3 separate regions of the Hordeum vulgare genome follow, and regions 1 and 2 are each linked to region 3. The links are chromatin contacts, called in public Hi-C maps. All regions are on one chromosome and are shown on one strand. The core of a region is the stretch at or near the end of the contact, and the rest is flanking DNA. Distances in the headings are between cores, read along the strand shown.

Region 1 (4,951 bases), core at 209-2,708, 400 kb after region 3:
CTTCACAAATTTTAAAAAATGTTCATATTTTCAAATTTCATTAGGAGTTTCAATAAATGTTTCCATCTAAAGAATTGTTTACAAATTCCAAAAAAAATAAGGTTTGAATTTTTGTTTGGGAGTTCCAAATTTTAAAAATTGTTCATGTTTTCAAGTTTTGTTCGGGGGTTTCAAAAAATGTTTCCATTTTTCAAAAATATTTCCATATCCCAATTTTTATGTGAATTTTAAAAATGTTCCGGTTTCAAAAAAAATATTCATGTATTAAATTTTTGGGAGATTTAAAAAATATTTCCATATTATAGAAAATGATCATTTTTCAGAAAAATCTACTCCTTCTATAAGCTAATATAAGAGCATCTAGATCGCTACTTTAGTTAAAGACCTTCTCATTTCTGAATTTGATCACCAATTTAAAAAAATGTACATGTTTTCAAGTTTTGTTGGGAGTTTCAGTAAATGTTTCAATTTAAAGAATTGTTCACATATTCCAAAAAATGCTCATATTTGAATTTTTGTTTGGGAGTTTCAAAATATCTTTCCATTTCACAATTTGTCACAAATTTTCTAAAAATGTTCATGTTTTCAAATTTTGTTGAGAGTTTCAATAAATATTTCCATTTAACGAATTGTTCGCAAATTCCTAAAAAGGTTCATGTTTGAATTTTTGTTCGGGAGTTTCAAAATATGTACGCAAGTCTTTAAAACTGTTCATGTTTTCAAGTTTTTTTGGGGAGTTTCAAAATAGGTTCCCATTTTTAGAAAAATGTTTACATATCCATTTTTTAGAATTTGAAAATTATTCTGATTTCAAAAAAACATTCACGTTTTCTATTTCTGGGAGAATTTTAGAAAAAATCCCGTTTGCATTTTTCGAATTGGTTGAGTTTTTCAAAATTTATTCAGCATTTTCTATAAATGTTTGCTATTTCATACAACCTTCACGTTTTTTTTCTCAAAATAACATTTTGCATACAAAATTTAAAAAGTGTTTGGATGTGTGCTAGGTTTTGTTCTCAATATTTTGCGCTGCGTTATAAACCGGGTAACTCTCTACCTCGATTGGCTAGCCGTACTTCTTCGAAGTGTGTGGTCTCAGGTTCAAACCCTGTTGAGCGGAGTCTTTTTTTGGACCGCCTACTCAGGCCTTGTTCGGTTAATCCCAGACAGGAGGGGATTGAAGAGGATTGGAAGAGATTAAGGTGAAATTTGACTTGTAGGAGATTTAATCCCTCCCAATCCCTTCCCAACCCCTTCAATTCTCCAAGAACCGAACAAGCTCTCAGGAGTCTGTGCGTGCGGTCGACATTCTGCCTCAAAAGAGCACGCGGGGATTTGCCTTTCCCCTTCGGCAGTCCAGGCCGTCGAAGCCCGCCTGGCCCAACTTGAATCATAGTGGCGGCCCGGAAGGAATCAGACTATTTCTCGCTAGCCCAGATTAATACGGCCTTTGGTCATCCGGGATTGAACCCCTTCCGCTCTTTCCTTCCTCCGGACCACGGAGGGCAAGCGCCGCCGCCTCTGCCTATTCCCCATCGGCCGATAGGCGCAAGCGCCCCAGCGCCGCCATCCGACCGCCGGCGCTGGTGAGGGCATCCTTCATCCCTCCGTCTAAATCCTCTGTCGTTATTCCTCCTTGTCCACCAGCTCGGCCCCTCGGGTCTCTCTCCCATTTCCCCCCCAAAACCGACCGCGAAAAGCCGAAACCCTCGCCTCACCACCACCGCAGCAATGGCCGGAGAAGACGCCGCCGCCGCGCTTTCCGCAGGAACCGCGACGCTGCACAATCCTCTCAAGAAGGAAGTGGATGACGAAGACGACGAGGACAACGTGCCGCTGGCCTTCTCTCGACCCAAGAAGAAAGCGAGCGCGGCGAGTGCCTCCAAGGTCAAGAAGGAGGAGGAGGACGACGATGACGACGTTCCGCTTGCGCGTTCTCGGGCCAAAAAGGCGAGCAATGGGGGTGCAAAGAAGGAGAAAAAGATGGAGTACGAGGAGGATTACGAGGAGGAGGAAGAAGAAGACGACGACGACGAGGACGAATATGAGTACACTCCGATTTCGAGTTCAAGGGCCAAGAAGGTTTGTTCCAATTGTTTTATTGATTGAATTGATTGATATTTTTGTATTTCTTATGAGCCTACTGTCAATCGCTGAGGATTCGTAAACGCGTAGGCCAATTCTTTTCTTAGATCTGGACATGTCTCCGTACAACGTTTTCAATTAGGCTAAAAACGGGAGGGTGGTCTGTTCAAGCTACGAACATTGATTCATAGCATATCCATTTTATTTTATTTTCTTATGGGAAAATTACCTTCAACTGGGAGATGTTTTAGATTTTATCTACTGGTTTCTTCCAGTCTTTCTTGCCTAGTATAAAGATAACATTGCTCTGTCTTTTAGGGAAATGAGAAGCAGAAAAGCACTAGCAATAGCAAGGTGAAGACTTCTAAAGTAAAGAAAGAAGAAACCGGTTCCGATGATGAATGCAAGGTTGCAATTATTCTTCTCTTGTTCCAGATTTATTTTCGTTGAATTCTATTGTTGAGGTTAGTAGGTGTGGATATTTCAGCCAAAATCACAGAAGAGAAGTGCAGCTGCGAGTAAGCCCAAGGTCTCCAAGACTAAGAAACCAAAAGATGAATATGATACAAAGGTATGCCATTTTCGTGATTTATGTTTGTTGTTTGTTTAGTTGCTAAATTATCATCTTGATTCGTTGAAGGAGGAAAAGAAAATAAAGAAGGAAGTTGGTATCAAGAAAGCTGAAAAGAAGGCTGCTGGGGTGAAGAAGGAGGGGGCTGCTGAGGTGAAGAAGGAGGGGGCTGCTGCGGTGAAGAAGGAGAGGAAGGTGTATGAATTGCCAGGGCAGAAACATGATCCTCCTCCTGAAGTATAACCATTATGACATCTCACTATCTGATATGTTCTGATTCCTTTCATGCGGAGCAATAATCCTTTTCCTTCTTGTTACAGAGGGATCCACTGAGGATATTTTATGAATCACTCTATGAGCAGGTGCCCGATAGTGAAATGGCTGCATTCTGGTGAGATACCACATCTATGAAACACGGTATCTTTTTTTGTACCTACCCAACTAGGTATAATGGTACCTTGTACAGGGTATTTAAACCAACTTGTTGCTTCAAGAATCACAGCAGCCCCCCCCCCCCCTGAATTTTAGCTGGATATGTATTTTTTATTTTTTGGAATAAGTTGGAGAATTCTCCACCTCATAATTTCATGAACTTAAGGAACCCTAACCTATCTCCAAAACTTAACTCCCAATAATTTCTGGGTATTGAGAGGTAACTGAGCCATCCCCTAAACTTGGCTCCCATTTTTCTGTCTAATTCACACCTCCTTTTGCATAAAAAGGTTACATTTCCGCTATATTTCCACATTATTACAAGAAAACGAAAATATCTTTTGCCCATTTTGCCTATTGGGTGGGAGGCAAGAGCTTGCCACGGCGGCCGTGGGGGCTGGAGGGGGGGGGGGGGCATGACCGATTCCCGGCCTCAACGACGCTGAAGGCTGCTTCTTGGCTTGGGAGGTGGGGGTGGTTCAGCGCGGCGGCTGTGGCAGCCCGAACTCTGGCTTGATGGCTTGGGAGGCAGAGATAGGTGGCGGCGTGGCTCGAGCCGACGACATGGCCGGTGTTGTTGCCGTCGGCAACTTTGGTGGCGGCGGGAGGTGACGGAGAAGGAAACTTTCTCCCGCCAAAAAAAGTATTGGGAGGGAGCAATACCTCCCAAAGCTGTTTTTTGGGAGCTATCGAAAATTTCACGGGAGTTCGAAGGAGTACTGGGGATGGGTTAGGTGGGTCTAACTCCCAACCATGGCAATTTTTGTCGAGGTAAGGATTTTTGGGGATGGGTTAGAGTTCCTCTTAGAAGCTGGGAAACTAGATAATATAAATGGAAACACATTCATATTTATATACATGTTCTCTAAATTTGATATAATACTGAACTTACTACAATTAATCATATAGCACAATACTTATACCACTGTGCTCGAATGATAATGCAATTCTGTGTTTGTGGAACATCAGCAATCTGAAATTGTTAAACTATTTCTGAACACAATAAAGTGATCACTGTGTCTTGCACTAACATGAAGCTATTATGATCGGTGGCTGTAGATTAATGCAATATCAAAGGTGAACCAAGTTTAGTTAAAACTTGAAAGGACCTGAATATTTAATCTCCACTCATTTATGGTGTTAAATAATGAAGGGCAGCTACAGAATCTGAATGGTTATTTGCTTACGCCGATAATAAAATCCTGGCTTAGTAGTCTGTGTTTTCCAAAAACTGGTATGTGGCTTGGTGCAGGTCCCATATAAGAACATTTTTAGCACACATTACTGTTGAACACTTGAACTATAAAGCAGCTTGGTGGTGTGAGTGTTGTTTGTGTAGGCTGTATGCTTCTGCCCTGTACCTCTCAATTTCTGTTATGAAACGAGTTCTGCTGCTTGCAGCCGAGGTCCATTTTTCTTGGGTAAACATGAGTGCCATAAGTCAGTTGTGACCTTGTTTCACTAGTTAACAAATCTTGCTGGTTTGTACTCCCTCTGTACCACAATACTTGTCGCCGGGGGAACTTGTACTGGTTTTCTCCAACGACAAGTATTTAGGTACAGAGGGAGTAGTTAGGTTTCCACTTACCAGTCGCTCCTGATCGAATCATACACTAGCATAATATTTCATTCTGGCACTAATTACTTGTAGCTTGTGTGTTTGAATTGTTATTCATCTAATGTATGGTTTGTTGCATACACTAATATTTCCTCTGATGTAAAGTAAGTAACCGTTTGGATGTACATAGGTTGATGGAATGGGGTTTGCTACCGCTGGATGTGGCTACAGAGGTCTTTGCAAAGAGACAGGCTCTGAAACTGAAGTCCCCTGTCAAACCACCTTCTGCACCGAGAAGGGCAAGT
Region 2 (4,563 bases), core at 736-3,235, 260 kb after region 3:
GTCCTAGGGTAGGGTCATAGGCCTGCCCTACACGTCCTACCCAAGGACTACCCCACACAAGGGACAGGACCTTAAGTACGCCCCGACTAAATTAAGGTCCCCCATCATCCAGTCGGTAGCAGGCCCGGAATCATCCAGTCGGAGACTAACATTCGGAGAACACCGGGCCTATCCACTGGATACACTCGGTGCGCCGTAACCTCTCTGGAGGGAAACTGCTGTACGTTTCCGAGCGCATTTACTAGCATTTAGAGCATACGTTACATGTAACGTATGCATTCAATCGCCACTACTCCACCCTTGAATCAGAACCGTTGTGAAGGACAGCGCACTCTATATAAGCCGTCCTCCCCCACTGGTAAAAGGGTTAGCAAATCTTTGTACTCCATATCACACTCGGTAACAAGCTCCGAGAGCACTGAGACGTAGGGTTGTTACCTCCACCGCAGAGGGGCCTGAACTCATACAACCTCGCCGTAGCTAGGACTCTGCCCATCTCCTTCGTACCCTACACATCTACTGTCAGGCTTATACCCACGACAACATGGTTGCGCAATCCCAGTGGTACCTGCAGGTTTTTCGGGATCTTTCTCATGTCTAACAAGGTTTCTGTGCGTCATGCAGAATTGCACATACGTACAAGTGATATCCTTTGACGGACCAACAACCTCTCCTTATCTTTGCCCATGTTTGTCATCGTGGCGTCGGCAATCTTCCTAGCACCACCAGCACCAGGCGGACGACAGGACAAGATTGTGGCTACGGGCCGAGATACGTTCGCAGAGGGAAACTACCCAAACGAACAAGTGTCATGATTGCCCGCGTCTCCCAGAACTCTCTAGTCTTCTATGCCCCTTATCGTGTTTCGTCTACCCACTGTGTCCCACCGTTCGTACCTTCCTTTGTGAAGCTTCTGTCTATGATTGCTCCCACCAAGCGTAACCCGGTTTAAGAAAAGGAAGAAAAAAGACATGTATACGTTGATGAAGAAGGAAGGACATCAAATATTTCGACAGAATGATTGATTATAAGGTGCCGCAGATGAGAGTAAGTTTTCCGACAGAAACCTATTGATTCATTCAGTAAAAGATAGAACAAGAACCGGTACAGATGAGCAACACTCAAGCTCTATAACTTTCAGCTAGCAGAATATAACGTTCTTCATCTATGTACAGGAGGAAAGGCATGGCGCAGGTGCAGCAACCGCCTTGAAGCAACAATCATTCATACTGTGTACTACTACATGGATTGATACGATGGAATCACATACATACATACACACACACGTAGTACATACGAGGTATCAGTCGGAGCATCGAGGATCAAGGCTTCCACATGTCCCGGAAGGTGGAGTGGAAGCTGGCGAGGACGAGCAGGAGGACGACGACCATGGCAACGCCCCATGGGGAGCTGCCCTCGGAGGGCGCGGCCGGGTAGCCCCTCCAGCGGCTCTCGCTGGGGTAGAAGCCGAAGTAGCCCTCGAAGGTGTCGACGGAGGAGATCCAGCGGATGAGGAGGACGAGCGCGATGGGCACGCCCAGCAGGATCCAGCTGAACTGCTCCGACGCCTCCTCCATGAAGTCCTCGTAGGAGAAGAACCACGACACCCCCAGCAGCAGCGTCACCATCATCAGGATCAGGATCACCGGGTATGGCAGCGGCGACAGCGTGAACGCCTCCAGCACCGACGACTCCCCGCGCCGGTCGTAGTACGACATGGCTGCCCGGCTGCTTCTTTGCCTTGCCTCGCTCTCGCTGGTGTTTGCTTGGCCTGCGACGTGGGGAAAGTGGGGCGCGTAACTGCTAGCGTGTTGCGAGTGTGGCTGTGGCCTGGCGCGCCCGGCGGAGGAGGCGGATGGATTGAAAGCTCGTGCGTGGAGCGGAGCCTGTGGGCTTGTGGACTTTGGTGAATAGATTACTCACCTGGACGGCTGGACCCGTGCTACGAGATTAATGGGGGCAGAGTGATCAATCGAGTGGTCTAAATGGGACGGGATTTGGCGCTGTCTGCTTCAGGTATCACAGCATGATGAGCTCCCAGTGGACGTCCCCATCAGCAAAACAGCAACCCAAAAAAAGTCTTTGTGCTGCGGGTGGTGGTGTACGCGTGGCGGGGAGAGGTTCAGAGAAAACGCGATTATCATTAGCTTTACGTGTAACATGATGTATGTTTGGGAACACGATGATATTCTTTCTTCGCATAGTATAACTTGTGATGCTGATATGTGGGGGTGGAGTGAAGAGTAATTGATGAGGTGGAGGGACAAGGTGTGAGTATTCGTAGAACGGTCTGTCCGATACGCTAGTCTAGTCGGAATGTTAAAGTGGAGCTTTCTGGACTGTCCATTCAAGTAGACAAGTATTATTCCCACGGTCCAATAATTCAGGCTTAAGGCTCGGCCCTGATTTAGGCCTAAAGGTGAGGGAAAGTGAGACTGACCGCGCACCGGATCTTCTAAGAGCACCTCCATTAGATATTGTATATTTTGATGTTGTATATTAGGTGTTGTATAATTTACAACATTAAAAAAATGCTTTTTATATCATAAAAAATCGACCAATTCCAACAGATGTTGTATATTCGTGCAGTAAAACTCCAACTTCAATAGATGTTGTAAATGGTGTTGTAAAACTAAATTTAAACTACTATTTTATTTTAAATGCATACTTCAAACATAGAAAATTGAACTACTTCATTCCAAACATAATTAAACATAGTACTACTAGTTTAACTCGAGATACTAGATTCATCTACTACAATAGTACTACTAGTTCGAACTCATCCTTGCTACAACTACATCTACTCATCGTCGTCGGATCTCACGAGCCGATCCCAGAACTCATCGTTGCTCGGATCATCGTCGTCGTCGTCCTCCTCCTCCTCCTCCACCACCTCCCCCAACCACCCCATTCCTCCTCCAAGGACTCGATAGGGATCACCGTCGAGGGTCCGGCCTCGTCCTCCTCCTTGATCTTCTTCTTCTGCTCGGCATGGCGCTTTCAGTAGAATTCCTGCTCGGTCTGCACGTACTTCGGATGCTCACGTGCAAACCTCATCATCGCGACCTCGTCACTCTCGCCGCAAGTGATGACAACGACGGGCCTCTTCTTCTTGATCTTCTTCTTCGCCGTGATCTCCTCCATGTGGATGCCCTCCGGCACGAGCATCTCCGCAGCCGCCTTGGTCTCGATCCCCGGGAAGCTGAGGTCCTTCCTCGGCCTCCCGGCACGCCACACCGCCGCGTCGTAGGCACACGCGGCCTCGTGGACGGTGGGGTAGGTGCCGAGCCAAAAAGAGCGGGCGGCGTTAGTGAACTCCGCCACGTAGTTGCCGGAGGGCTTCTCCCTCACGCCGAAGAACCCCGTCTTGCTCTTGGGGGTCTTACCCGGCGGCATGGCGATGACGACGAAGCAATGGCGGGCGGCGACGGAGAGGCGACTCGGCGACGGCGAATCGAGGCCGTGGGCGCGGTGGAGAGGGCGGCGGGTGACAGCCGATGGGCGCGAGGGAGAGGCGAGCGACCGGCGACGGTGAATCGAGACGGTGGCGACGGAGCGGTCGATTCGCGACGTCGGGCCACGAGCGGCGACCGGAAATTGGGGGAAGCGGTTGCGGGGTGGACGGCGGCGCCGGATCTGTCGCGGGGGCGGTCGCGCGGGCGTCGTTCGACCGGCCGGTGTCGGATCTAGATGGCGGCGGCGGTCGCGCGGTGGGAGGTGGGGAGAAGGAAAGGGAGGGAAGTGACGGTTGGGGTTGGCGCGCAGCTGGCCGTTTTACAACACCTAGCCTTTGTGTTGTATATTCGCAACACCAAGGTGAAATTTTTACAACACTTGGAGCTGGTGTTGTAAAACAAATTACATATACAACACCTCTTGGAGCACTGTTTTTGGGCCTAAGTGTTGTATAAGTTAATTATTTTTACATATACAACACCTATTGGAGATGCTCCAAGGCAACACCGTTGTGACCCAAACTATGTGATTTTTGTTTGTCTTCAAAGACTGTAGCGTCAAATGGACCATTGGCTACCCTTACCATACCATCACAATAACTGTGATGAGAACATACATAACTGCTGCTCACAACCTCAGATCGTCGCTCTTGCAACATCGACTTGCAGCACCGAGCGCCACGCCTCGGTGCCTCACATATTATGGCATTTGTTCCCTCTCAAGCAGCACTAACATTTGCATGTAGGAGCGGGGTGCTGTTGTTGCACATCTTGTCTTTGGCTTGTAGCAAACAATAGTGGTGACTATTCTAGAGGCGGAGGGGGCGGGTGTTAGAGCATATATCTCCATATGTGGTTTTGGTAATTGATGACAATTCCTATGGACTAATGGTTGCCTTAAGTTATATTTATAGGATTTGTCCATAGGCACTTCTTGAAGTCCATCTGTTGGGTTCAAGGAGTTTATATGTTGACCAAGATGTTATTCAAGTTATTATCCAAAGAATGGTCATAGAAACACTAGGTTGATCAAGATCTCAGACAAAGAGTAAATCAAGATGATCAACACACAAAGTGTATAAGATGTACCGAGAGGGATAAGTGATCC
Region 3 (4,617 bases), core at 1,484-3,983:
AAATATACATTAATTGAATCAACTAATGAAAAGATTGTGCTACATCTGTCTACTATGATTTCCTCGCAACTTAATAGGCAATCTGGGTGAACATACCGCCACCTACCCATAGTTTTATAAGAGTATATATAGAAAGATGAGTCTAGAACTACTACCGCTCTAAATTATGTCTGTATACATCTATATGTAGTTCATATTGGAATCTCTCAAAAGAATTGTACTCCGTATTTAGAAATGGAGGGAGTACTATCTTTGTGCCTGTGTTGACTTGCAACTAATACTGTTATTTACATGTGCAGCTTCAAATCAATGACCGGCGTTTCGAGGATGCGGATGAAGAGGAGGCCCGTGAAAATGGGCATTAGAAGCGGATATATGCTTGCTTTACTTATCATGATCCTTGAGAGGACCGTGTCATTGGCTTGGTTGAAGATTGCTGTAGGTGCAGCTTGGTTCGCCTCATGCTGCTGTGTCCACACTTTGCTTTTGCCCTTTAATAGACGCTGCTATAGGATCGAGGACTGAGGGCGGCTACCGTGTAGAGTTGCGTCCATGGTAACTTTAGTGGGAGAAGGTCTTGCTTGCTGGTCAAGAATGTGACATGTAGAAAGCTTGGTGGAGAATCGAATTGATGGGTTTCAATAACTTTTGATCTAACACATACAAGGGGGAGACGGGGCGAAAGTAGTAACTTGTACTCTTTTCGAAAGCGTTCTTCTGCCCTGCCATGGTGGAAATGTTGTTTGCTGCTGCTGCTGTTCGAACAGCTGAACCATGCTGGCAAGTTATAACGTTTAACTCCAGTTGGTCGCCAATTGTCTTAAATTATACTTTAAGTACAAAATGCCAGACGGCGGGTGCGTGACATACGCAGCGTGTACTGGTTGTTTGCGGTGGAGCACTTCGTGTTTCATTGCTACTTCCGAAAGGGCCGATACTTGTATGCAGGATAGAGGTGGTCTCAATTGGTTGCCAGGGCCACACTATTGGACGGGAGCGTATAGCGGCGAATATTCACGCTACGTGCGGAGGATATCTCGTTCTGATCACTTGGGCGCGGCCGCATGCGCACGTGTAGGCGTCACCTACCCCAAGACAAGAGCGTGCACGATCGGACGGGCCGGGCCAAGCCGAGCACGACAGCCGAGCAAGCCCCAGCGCGCGCGCGGCACGTCTCCCGCGTGCGCCCGCCACGCTCCGGCGCTGCCACGGCAACAAGTTCGTGCACCGACCTTTCCCCTCGCGTGCGGTGGCAGGTCTGGAGACGCGGCCGGGAATGCTGCGCGCGCTTGACCAGCATCCTTGGGTAGTAGATAGATTATTCAACCCGTTGTGTGTGTGATCTGACCTTGAGTGTGGAGCTCTGGCACCGCCACCTGCCACCCATTGGGCCGATAGACGCTTCGTCGCCAAGTCAAAATGATACGCACTCAAGGCACATGATGCCCTTCCTTCCTTCCTTCCGTCTCTTTTCAATCAGGGGGAATAACAACAGCCTCACTGTACGTATAAGCCAAACGGCATCCGATCACTGTCCAAATTTTATAGTGTTCACAAGCACTATGCTATATTGCCATTATGCATCAGCGGCACAGCTTATGCGCACCCATGTGAGTGCGTATCACGGCATTCTCTTTCTCTCCTCCCCTTCTGTTGAGCCATACCTATCATCATGCATACATTTCCATCTGGTTTCTAGAACGGCAAGACGAAATGAGCCGTTTGCGGATCATGTCGTCGTGTCTCGTGTGTGATGGCAAAGCGAGACACGGATATACACGCAGCAGAGCACATAAAAAAGATCAAGGCAACAACTGGGCCGGGGCTGCCTGATCGGCGAGAACAAAGCTGTGCCGACAGTGCCCTATCCGATTCTATTGGCCGAAACGAGAACCCAATCCTTATCCCGTGACCCGACCATTGGTAGGGCAGGGTCGGGCCGTACGTAGGACCATCGACCGGCCCCCAGGAGCGGTACACATCTGAAAATCCCGCCGGATGATAAGGATTAGTACTAGTAGCGATGATCGTGATCGGGAGCACTAATAATCTGATGAGTGAGGTTCCCCAACAACAACAAACAAGAAAGGATGCAGCCAAGTCAGTCGTTTCCGTTCCTCCTTGTAGGCCAGCCAGGCAGGGCCACGTTGCCACGCATCCACTGGTTACAAAAAGCCGCAAAAGGAAGAAACCAACACACACCGGCTGCTTTGCAACCACCCGTGTATAATCACATGTAGTATTTCTGCTTTTGCATTTTATTATGATAATAATACTAATAATGAGATGAAGGAGGCCTGCTTACTTTTGCAGTTTATCTCGCGTTTATTAGCAGAGGTTACATTTGTTCAAAAAAAAAAGGAAGGAAAATTATCCGAGAGGTTACAGATTGATCCTCAAATTTCCCCTTCAGAAGAAAGTAAAAACTGTACGGTACTACCTAAGGGGAAGATAGTGCTAATCTAAGCGTCCGTAAATCTAGTAATTCCAGTAGCGTTTCACGTTCGAAATTTGAAGTGCGGATCCATCGGTCGGCCGGCATCGCAATCTTCTCAACCGAAATGAGGAAATGGAAACGAAGAAGAAAAGGGGAAAGAGATTATATTACTTACTATGATGATGATGACGATGATGATGATTCGTCAGAAGTAGGAAAGCCCAGGCGGTCATTGGCTGGGTGGGTGGGCTCCTGGAAAATCTAAAACAAACAGAAAACGGAGGGGAAAGGAAGGAATCCCCACGACGGGCTGATTTCTCCTCAAATGTAGCGCCGGGGGAAATCGGCCCCCAAAACAAAACAAAACAAAAGAGAAACCGAAACGAACCGAGGCGAGGAGAGTAGGAATCGAAGAGAAAAGAGACGGGAAGCGGAAAAAAAGCCCTCCAAACCCGAGCGCAGCCCCAGCCCCCAACCAATCCCGAGATCCAGCGGGGGGAGGGGGGCAGCCCGCATTGCCGCAGATCGAGATGGCGCCGCAGCTGACCGGCGCGCCCGGCTCGGCGGCGGCGGCGGCCGGCGCCGCGCCCGCCAAGCCGCAGTTCCACCACTACCACCACCACCACCGCCTGGCCCCGCGCCACCACCACCCGCCCTCGCTCCTCTCCAAGCTCGCCTTCTGGTCCGTCTGCTCCCTCTCGCTGCTCCTCGCCTTCCTCCTCCTCGCCCCCTCCTCCGCCCCCTCCCCGCGCGCCTCCCCCGACTCGCCGCGCCGCTCCCTCCACGCCCACCCCGACTCCGCCGCCGCATGGGGCGGCGCCGCGTGGGAGAAGAAGGTGCGGGCCTCCGCCCGCGCCAGGCGCCCCGGCGGCCGCGCCGGCCTCTCCGTCCTCGTCACCGGCGCCGCGGGCTTCGTCGGCTGCCACGCCGCCGCGGCGCTGCGCCGCCGCGGCGACGGCGTCCTGGGCCTCGACAACTTCAACGACTACTACGACCCCGCCCTCAAGCGCGGCCGGGCCGCGCTGCTCGCGCGCTCAGGGGTCTACGTCGTCGACGGCGACATCGCAGACGCCGAGCTCCTCGCCAAGCTCTTCGACGTCGCGCCCTTCACGCACGTCCTGCACCTCGCGGCCCAGGCGGGCGTGCGCCACGCGCTCGTTGACCCCATGTCGTATGTGCGGGCGAACGTCGCTGGCCTCGTCGCGCTGCTCGAGGCGGCTCGCGCCGCGGACCCGCAGCCGGCGATCGTCTGGGCATCCTCGTCTTCGGTGTACGGGCTCAACTCCCATGTGCCTTTCTCCGAGCATGACAGGACGGACCGACCCGCGTCTCTCTATGCGGCCACCAAGAAGGCCGGTGAGGAGATCGCTCATGTCTACAACCACATCTATGGGCTCTCGCTCACCGCGCTCCGGTTTTTCACTGTGTATGGGCCGTGGGGGCGCCCCGACATGGCATACTTCTTCTTCACCCGGGATATTCTTGCTGGTCGGCCAATCACGGTCTATGAGAGCTCCGGTGGAGGCACACACCAGACCACCATTTCCAGGGATTTCACCTACATTGATGATATTGTGAAAGGATGTATTGGGGCATTGGATACAGCTGGGCGGAGCACAGGCAGCGGCGGCAAGAAGCGAGGGCCAGCGCCATTCAGGACATACAATTTGGGGAACACTTCTCCAGTGCCGGTGACACAGCTTGTGGATTTACTGGAGAAGATGCTCAAGGTGAAGGCTGTGAGGAGGGTTGTCAAGATGCCAAGGAATGGGGATGTGCCCTACACGCATGCCAACATCAGCCTTGCACAGCGGGAGCTTGGGTACCGGCCATCCACTGATCTCCAAACAGGGCTCAAGAAGTTTGTGCGGTGGTATCTTGAGTACTACAATCCTGAGTTGGCTGTGAAGCAGAAGCAGCATGGCAGTAGCAACGGCAAGGGTTCACGTGGTCGGAACGGCAGCACGAGCAGCAGCGCAAGATGACTGACTATTCAGTTTCTGGATGGCCCTCTTCTGACGGTGTGTATCAGAGTTCTAGTCCAGTACTTGATTCATCAGATTTTGAGAGGCCCGTTTTACCCAGCGCCTTCAAGTGAAACGAAACAAGCATGAAGTAGTTAGTGTTGAAAACTGTTGCTTCTGTTTGCTTCCCTGTAGCTGCGCATCACTCCCTAGTTC

Evidence for each region. A called contact is a pair of places that touch in the nucleus more often than the background predicts.
Region 1: a Hi-C map of seedling shows a contact between it and region 3, with 5 times the contacts expected there. The contact joins the promoter of LOC123449148 here to the promoter of LOC123449150 in region 3. A contact is called at or near these places in 5 of 6 Hi-C or Micro-C datasets (leaf, seedling and an unstated tissue) and 1 of 1 datasets of contacts at active chromatin or transcription factors (embryo).
Region 2: a contact with region 3 is called in a Hi-C map of seedling, with 4 times the contacts expected there. The contact joins the promoter of LOC123446699 here to the promoter of LOC123449150 in region 3. A contact is called at or near these places in 1 of 6 Hi-C or Micro-C datasets (seedling) and 1 of 1 datasets of contacts at active chromatin or transcription factors (embryo).

Annotation. Positions count from the first base shown.
Region 1 is chr4H:500,120,751-500,125,701 of MorexV3_pseudomolecules_assembly, reverse strand. LOC123449148 (nucleolar protein dao-5-like) reads left to right here and starts at 1,458. Exons shown (of 7, transcript XM_045126252.1): 1 at 1,458-2,082; 2 at 2,404-2,493; 3 at 2,573-2,656; 4 at 2,726-2,893; 5 at 2,977-3,047; 6 at 4,837-4,951. The coding sequence starts at 1,732.
Region 2 is chr4H:500,267,485-500,272,047 of MorexV3_pseudomolecules_assembly, reverse strand. LOC123446699 reads right to left here and starts at 1,985. Exons shown (of 1, transcript XM_045123256.1): 1 at 1,053-1,985. The coding sequence starts at 1,718. The coding sequence ends at 1,323.
Region 3 is chr4H:500,527,139-500,531,755 of MorexV3_pseudomolecules_assembly, reverse strand. It overlaps LOC123449150 (UDP-glucuronate 4-epimerase 3-like), which reads left to right and starts at 2,733. Exons shown (of 1, transcript XM_045126254.1): 1 at 2,733-4,617. The coding sequence starts at 2,968. The coding sequence ends at 4,422. It overlaps LOC123449151 (chloride conductance regulatory protein ICln), which reads left to right. Exons shown (of 7, transcript XM_045126255.1): 7 at 300-709. The coding sequence ends at 365.